Regions from separate parts of the Hordeum vulgare genome. Here region 1 is linked to region 2. Evidence: chromatin contacts called from public Hi-C data. All regions are on one chromosome and are shown on one strand. The core of a region is the stretch at or near the end of the contact, and the rest is flanking DNA. Distances in the headings are between cores, read along the strand shown.

Evidence for each region. Hi-C and Micro-C count contacts between places; a contact is called where the count stands out from the background.
Region 1: a Hi-C map of seedling shows a contact between it and region 2, with 4 times the contacts expected there. The contact joins the promoter of LOC123448590 here to the enhancer-like site in region 2. A contact is called at or near these places in 2 of 6 Hi-C or Micro-C datasets (leaf and seedling).

Annotation. Positions count from the first base shown.
Region 1 is chr4H:340,990,899-340,995,266 of MorexV3_pseudomolecules_assembly, reverse strand. It overlaps LOC123448590 (14-3-3-like protein GF14-D), which reads right to left and starts at 2,970. Exons shown (of 5, transcript XM_045125543.1): 1 at 2,413-2,970; 2 at 1,830-1,908; 3 at 1,625-1,747; 4 at 1-78. The coding sequence starts at 2,831.
Region 2 is chr4H:340,152,054-340,156,432 of MorexV3_pseudomolecules_assembly, reverse strand. No RefSeq gene overlaps it. Among protein-coding and RNA genes, the nearest start is that of LOC123448590, 840 kb to the left of the region's middle. Within about 2 kb of position 2,747, at least 3 of the 3 cell types and tissues checked have open chromatin away from gene starts, as enhancers often do. A contact at or near this core is called in leaf and seedling, where this site is marked.

The DNA.
Region 1 (4,368 bases), core at 1,721-4,220, 840 kb before region 2:
GAGCTGCATGATTAAAGTGCTATCCTTGTAGGATTCCTCGCCTAAGCTGTCCAGCTCTGATATAGCCTCATCAAAGGCCTGTAATATCCAGGAAAGTTCATTTGAGCAAATTCATAAACCACAAACATATCAAAAGCAGCACCAAAACAGTATAAAAGTACATGGACAAGTACAACTTAACGCATTTTAAGTCTATTTCTATCAGGCCATGTACTTCTTAGTCTACATTCTTATTGAGAAAGCACTACAAGTTTTGCGGTTCACACAATATCATGGTAGACATAGGGATAAATCACTTTACATAAAACATCAAGATATAATTCAGTAGAGCATGAGGGACTAGTTACATGGACAAGTATAATTAATGTATTTTAAGTCTGTTTCTGACAGGCCATGTGAATCTTAGTCTAGATGCACACTGAGAAACCACACAAGTTTCACACTTCACTCGATACCATGGTAGACATAGGGATAAATCACTTTACCTAAAACATCAAGATATAATTCAGCAGTCTATGAGGGACTCAAAGAACAAGAAGTGCACATCACATGCAAAGTAGACAGCAGAGAAAAAAAAGATCCGATAATAGATATATAGAATACCAACGGTTATAAGAAAGTTCAACACTACTTCCTAAAGTTGGCATGCTTCTAATACTAATAACTTGAACTACATATATGCATGCAGCACAAGCACAAACAGAAATGTTGCCAGCAGACAAACAACTCTTCACAAATATGAGTACTATATTGACAATGTCAAAGAGTGCTTCCGAGATATGCCAGGGGATGCAGGTAGTGCAGTTTAGTGGTCATCACAAACCATAATTACATAATAGCATGCTAGTATGGATTCCTTATACTCCCTCCATTTTTTTATACAAGGCCACAAACCCATATTACAGGTACCAAGGCAAAAGTTAATGCCTTTTAAGTCAATGTTGCAAGGCAACTTGTCTCCTTGTTTGTCATGTAAATTAATGTGTATTTTTCTTTCTCATACACATCAAACCAATGATCTCACTTTCGCATGCATGCAAGGGATAATTAATGTCCTACTACGAGGCAAACACCATTAATATTGCATCGATTAGTGTTAGTGGCCTTGTATTTCTGCAAAATGTAATTTTGATAGCGGCCTTGTAAATAAAAATGGAGGGAGTATCATGTACCTTAAGATTGAGCAGTTCCGAAGTTAACATAAAAAATGAACAAAATCCTAGCATAGTACTCCCTCCGCACCATAATATAAGACATGCATCCAATATGCAGCATATTGGATGTAGTAATGTCTTATATTAAGGCATGGAGGAGTAACTTCCATGATGATGAAAAATTGGAAAAAATTGTGGGAGTTCCACCAAAGCTTTATCAATTTTCCCCACAGAAGCATAGATGCTAGAAGTGGATTGATTTCCCGCAGCTTCATTTGCTAAGGGAGTTGGAGCAGAACCTATCCACAAGCATGTTAGCTGGCAATCTGCCTCTAGTAAATCAGAGAGGCGGTAGTACATTGCCCCAGTTGGCCATGGATATAATCACCACTGATACCAGCTGGAATCAAACACTGGGCTGACAATCATGGTAACTGAAAAAAATGGAGAAGAAAGGAGAACCACCAAACCTGTTTTGCAAGGTTGCAGGCGCGGTCAGGGGAGTTCAAGATCTCATAGTAGAACACAGAGAAGTTGAGTGCAAGCCCAAGCCTGATGGGGTGGGTTGGCGCCAAATCTGCTAGAGCGATATCCTGCAAACAATGTACAGAACTCAGCCTGAAGGATCTACTCGTCATATCTATGTGTACACATAAAAATTGCCTTATCAGTAACCTGAGCAGCTTTGTACGCATTCATGGTGCTCTCGGCGGCTTCCTTCCTCTCCGCACCAGACTTAAACTCTGCAAGGTACCTGCACAATATCACAAGGATAAATTAGACGTCGTTCACTGGGCAACAGAAGCTCACGTCTCCCAGTCACTGCATTGTGTGACCATACACAAATCACATACTAAACCCAAACCAATAGAATGACCCCATATCACAATCTTTTTTTTTTTACTCTCCATCACCAATGAGAAAATAAACTAACTTTACCAACACACCACCAGAAATTAAACTCGCATCCGCATCATCTCATGCAAGAGACTAGTAAGCCTATATAAAACTACCAGTCCATAAATCATACAGGAAGCCCACAACTCAAATCCTGCCCTACACAGCACCAAACCATCATAAATTTCTAAACTACCGTAGAAAATAAATCAAAGAACTATATCATATCACATCCCGTTACTTCGTACTCACAGATCACGTCCTCATTCCAACAAAAGAAGAGCGCCGTCATAAAAAATAGTCACATCTTGACGTCATGGATTTGAAATATCTGTGGCGCAAATAAGGAGGCGACAGCTACCTGTGGTAGTCGCCCTTCATCTTCAGATAGAAGACTTTGGACTCGGCGGCTCCGGCGGATGGCACGAGATGGGAATCGAGCAGCGCGAGGATGCCGTCGCAGATCTTTGCGAGCTCGGCCTCGATCTTGGTGCGGTAGGAGCGGATGGTGGCGGCGTGCGCCTCGTTGCCCCGACCTTCCTCCTTCTGCTCGATTGAGGAGATAATCCTCCAGGACGCGCGCCGGGCCCCGATGACGTTCTTGTAAGCCACAGAGAGCAGGTTGCGCTCCTCCACGGATAGCTCCTCCCCGGGCCCTGCCCCGCCGGTGGCCTTGGCCACGCGCTCCATGAACTCGACCATCTCCTCGTAGCGCTCGGCCTGCTCCGCAAGCTTCGCCATGTAGACGCTCTCGTCTCGCGTCGGCTCCGCCGGCGACATGGTTGCTCGCTTGTGCAAGGGGCGTGTGGCAACGGAGTTGGGGGGTGGAGCAGCGGATCCGGGGGCGTAGGAGGCAATACGCGTTTGTGGGGAGGTGCGGGGTGGAGGGGGAGCGGGGGGAGATGGGGATTTGAGTAGGTCCCCGGGGCGGGGCGGGGCGGGGAGGGGAGGGCGTGTCAGCGGGCGGGGAGCCACGTAGCGGAGCGGTCAAAGGGGAGTGCCCGTGCGGAGCGGTCTGCCTGGGAGGGCGTGAGCATCTTCAGCAGCGTCCTGTTCAAAAAAGATATTCTATATACCTCTATATCTAAATAATAATTGTAGTTGAAAGAATCTCTTTACCTAAAGAACTCTAGTTGAGGAGAACTAGTTATTTAGGTACAAAGAAAATGTATCACTAACCTTCACAAAATTAAAGTCTCATAATCAATTGCAGTCTTCAATTAGAATTTGGTCCCAAATCAACAATTTCTCAACAAGCTACTCTATTTAATTTTTTTAATTTATTATGCTCCTTAATTTTGAAGCTTTTTATTCAATTGAGGTATCCGATTTGGGATTGGGTTAAATATGTTGACTTGATCAATGATTTTTAAAATTACTCGGGAGCAAATGATTAATAATAATATATCAATCCCGTACACCCTTTGATATCTAGAACCATGGGATAGGAGGAAGAAGGGGGCAGGGCACCAGAACGTGTCCCAGATGGGATCTTGCGGAGACAATGACGTTGAAATTTTTCGATATAAATATCGGTTGGTTAGTACATAACATAAAATCACACCACACAAGACACATCAAAACACCGCATTATAAAAAAAATGAAAAATATACTACATCGTGTCAAGCCGAGTGACATGCTGAGGCCGACAACCTCGCTAGCCATGCGGCCCACAAGAACCAAGAAGCCCAACCCAAGGAACGAGGGGCCCGAGTGGGTGTGAGCCGCGGCCTGCTTAACTGTCGTTCATTAGAGGAAGACGCATCCAGTGGATCACGGCACGGAACATGCGACGGCTCTCTTCCCCTTCCTCCTTCTTCCCCAATCCGTGTACTCAGATGTTGTATCCCCAAATTGCTACCTGATTCGTGTGATTGATTAATAGATCGAGAGAGGAATCGATGGGTTGCTAACATCTGGTATTCAGAGCCTGGATCTTCGCGATGGTGCACGCAATCGAGACGCGTCTTCAGCGTCCGGTGAAGAATCAGATCGAAGCCATGGAGCTGGCGTTCAAGGACTACTTCAACAAGCTGTCGAACTCCCTTGACGCGATCCACACTGCTACGGCAACAAAAGTCCTTCCCTCGCAATGGTGCCAGAGATCCTTCTCTCGTCTCTTGAGCTTGCGTTTATTTTTTCCTTGAAGAGGAAAGGGTGATGCAGCACAGGAGCAGTAAGTATTTCCCTCTGTTTGAGAACCAAGGTAAACTACTCACGCATCATCGGAGAGGTCATGGTGTTGATGAAGAAGCCCTATGTATCCGAATCCCCCTCCGGCAGGGCACCAGAACGTGCCCCAGATGGGATCTTGCG
Region 2 (4,379 bases), core at 1,498-3,997:
ATAGGAACAACTGACATGGATAAATCCCTATCTCACAAGGCTGTTATCCTTGACTCCTAGGTTCCAGGGTTGACGGCATCGTGTTCCTCTCCGAATGCAATATGGCCAAGATAATAGACAGGGACAAGCTAGTGAGTGCTTTGAATGTACTCGCAAACATCAAGAAAAAATATAAATTAGAGCAGGTGAGATGCATGCATGGTCCACTTAATAACTTTATCCTTCCATAAGAATAAATTCACGGATGCATTCATGCAGAAAAATTATTTCCACCAATGTTGTATAAACAAGAAAGTAAGGGTAACAAAGAATAAGTAATAACATCGTGTCGCAGTCGGGCGTCGGAGCGACACCGCCTAAAGGGCTCACATGCAAGTAATAACAGTTGCCACAGTCGGGCGTCTAAGCGACCGCATAGATAGGGCTTATAAGAATTAATAACGAGCATGCGATAGTCGGGCATCTAAGGGACACCACAGAAAGGGCTTATAAGAAATAATAATGAGCCTGCCATGGTCGGGCTCTAAGAGACACCACAAAACAGGCTTACAAAAAACAGTAATAAATGTTGAATATCTAGGAAGTAGAACCGTCCCAGGGATATTCAACAAACATGATCATAGGTGTTAGTCCATAATAAAATAATAATATAATCATCCACCATATTTCATTATTAGTCTCACGATTTCTTTAACTTCCTTTGAAGACTGACACTAAGACCGACTCTTGACTAGTCAACCAGTCGTCCTTGACCGTGGACACGCTACTCGAACAGTTTAGACTCTGCAAAGGGTGTACTCTTTAGCCACAGCCCACAGGTTTAAATAGCCAGTCGAAATAATCCCACGTACGGTATCTCAGAAGTAAACACCAAGAACCAGCACACACCCGTTTTTCCCCCGTAAAGACTGGCCTCACCCCGGCTAAGCTGCGAGGGAAAAACCATAAGACGGGGAGGCTTCGACCTCGAATAGCATGGGATCAAATTTATACCGCGTGCTACAAGGGAAGAGCTCTTCCCTCTCGGCCCCAGACCGGAAACACCCATGCCCCCTGACCGGATGATTGGATTTAGTCCAGGGCCATGGATACCTTTGTCCCAGCCTCTCTACTTAGTGTGTACCTGGTAATAGGTTTACGACCTACTAGACCATATTTCCTTTCGGAAAGACCTGCGGCAACACGAAAGGTAAGGTGACGCACATACAGACTCGATCTTCGGTCAACTTAGGAGGTTTAATATTTTCCTACAAGGGTTAATACCACACAATCTTACTGAAGTAATTATCTCAGGGTTACTACCATCACACCACGACATGCTTTCACTCACCACTCTCGTCCCACGAGATGTTAGCCCATGGTTTCATTTCCACTACGACAGACCTTACTCCGAGGTTGTCTAGACCAACATAGCATACGAGGCATGAGGCAGTACCCACTTACCACTTGCCTTCCACATACTTAGCTACAAAAATATCCATCACATGCTCTTATGCAAGGTATGACTTCATGCGAGATTATTATCAACATAACCTAAAATCATGCGATAAATACACCAATGCAAACATCACACAACTTTATGAAAATCAGAGTTCAAGATGCTTGCCTTTGAAGTTTGAGGAGGGTGATGTGCACCCCAAAATCTTGAAGCAAGCCCCCTCTCTCCAAGTTCCTATTTTGAAATATATAAATTAACAAACAAGTTCAAAACAGCACATAAAAGTTGTTTGAATTTTTTTGAAATAAATTTGTAAATAAACTAGAGTAAATTTTAGAGAGGTAGGAAAAATAATCAATTGATTTGGAGTTGTAAATAAAAAGTTATGAGCAGTTAAAGTTCCTATTTAAATCTGTTTTTAAAATAAAACGGGAATTAGAAAACGCTTCGTTGGTAGTACACTTTTGTGAAACTGAAAGCGTATCCACGCAAGGACGCTTACCTGCAGGGAAACGACACAACAGGGTAGAGCCAGAGGGGCAGCGGCTCCCTCTCACCGACAGGTGGGGGCAACCTATCGTGTTCTTCCCGTTCCTCTCGCGTCGTGGCCAGAGGCTGACCCCGACGAAGACTGTCGGTGCTAGAGGGCGTCATCCACGCCGGCGAACAGGCCGCATCTCAGGGAACTAGGGACGACCTTTGGAAGACTCAGAGCTAGGCAGGGCTTCGGCCATGGCGGACGGGGTCGTCGGACGGAAGAGGGGCTTCGTCGCCGGCGATTCCTGAGATAAATTGGGGGCGGGAATGGATCCTTCGGGGCAGCAGGGGCTAGAGGAGGGCTCTAGGAAGGAGGGGAGGCTCTGGACTTGCCAAATGCGCCAGGGGGAAGGGCGGCGGTGGCTGCTATTGCAGGTGAGCATGGAGTGAGCTCCGGTCGAATTGCGGCGAGGGGACAGAGCTTTGGGCTCCGGGGGGTACTGAAATCATTAAAGGGCTCGGGGGACTCTTTTATAGCCGAGGTCACGCTGGTTCGCCGGGGATTCTAGAGAAGGTCGACGGCGGCAGACTCTAGCGATGGCTTAGGGCGACAGTGGTGGCAGCAAGGCACGACAGGTGCGATAGCATGGCTGGCAGCAAGGGTTGATGCAGGGGAGAGGTCCCAGGGGACAGCTGGTGCACGGAGTAGGCGCGGGATGTACTACCAGGGATCTCGCTCCGACGACACAACGAGGTTGCCAGAGCATGGCAGTTCCTCTACGGGCTTGGGGGGCGGGGAGGTGTCCCTTCGCGCTAAGAACGGCCAGACTGCGGGGTTGGTGGCACGCGGCGGCTCGGTGCGATGACATGCATAAGACGCGCCCTCGACGCGCCCAAAGCACGCTCGCAAGGTGCTCGGCAAATTGCCGGCACTCTAAAAATGACTACAATGAGGCTCAAACTTAACATGGTTATACAAGGCGTTGGAGCAAACCTGCCAGACATGGTGGTTTGGTCAGGCCAGCAAACTCTTAGTGCAGCATTGGAACTATGCGAGATTTGGCCATGCACTACACATGCTTGATGAAATGCTACAATTCTACAATGGGCTTTGTTTGTGCCCACAAACTCCAGACGAGGGTCTCTCTGGGGGTTATTCATGATGGCAAGGTTAGGTACATCAAACGAGAAATTTGTTAGTACAATTTTTGAAGAAAACCTTTTCTGGCCAGAAACTTTCTGGCATTAAAGCATGGAATAAAAATATTGCAATGGATCTCATCTCATGAACTTACGGGTTTGGCAGGGTGAAATACTAGAAGTAAAAATTTCAAGACAAATGGAGAAAAGCAAAAATGGTTGTAGTACAAACTACCAAACTGGACCAGAACACAAAGTGAGTTGTTTTACTAAATTTTTCCAAAGCACAAAGCTGGGTTTTTTCATAAAAGTGTATCCCATGCATTAATTGACAATTTTTTTATAGAATTTTTGAAAAGTTATATCTAGGGGTTATAGTACAAACACCAATTTGGGATATAAAAGAAAAGGAGTTAATAAGCTCTAATTTTCCAAAACACTTGGATGTGTTTCTGCAAAAAAAAAAATCATTCAGGGACATCTCATGTCACCTATTAGTTTTTTAGAATTTTTAGAAAAAGTTATGAAAAGGTTGCGGTGCAAAATAGGTCCTTAAAGGAATTAAAAGTCAGTTTTGAATAAAATAAACCTTGGAAAAGTTATTTACAAAAGGTTATACAATGAATTTGTGAGAAGAAAAGAAATGTTTTGATGCAAGCACTCAAGTTCCAACATAATTTTCAAAAAACATTTACTTGTGGAAGAATTTTATAATTAAGGAAAAGGAGTGGTTCAAAAATCAATTGAAAACCCAGAAATTCACATATTAAATAAACATGAACAAATTAAAAATAATATCCCCATTTAGTTAAACAAAGAATTCAGAATGGTCTCAAGCAAGGGCTCAAGCACTAAATTCTGTTTGAAATGCCACTTGAAAGGAAAAGTTTTTGGAAGGAGGCTTTGAAAAGAGTCATGAGGCAAATTATTTCTCAAAAATTTATTCTAGGCCATATTTTATTATATAAAATTATTATTATATTTTTGCGGTGTGACAGTTCCACCCTTCACATGGGCCACGTGCGCCTCCCCATCACCTTCGGCACTCACAAGAACTACCGCACAAAGTATGTCAACTTCAATGTGGCTCACGTCGGCCTGCCCTAAAACTCTATCTTGGGCTTCCGAGAGCTCTCCAAGTTGATGTCTGTGAGCCTGCCGGGCCGGTGCCCGCGAGGAAGAAGCGCCCGGAGCGGTCCAAGACCAAGAAAGTGGCGTTGGATGGGTGAACTTCTGGGCCCTTCCTCACCATCGGTAGCGGCCTCCCCCCGCCCCCCGAGAAGGAGAGCGCACTCATCGCCTTACTCTGTGATAACACTTATAT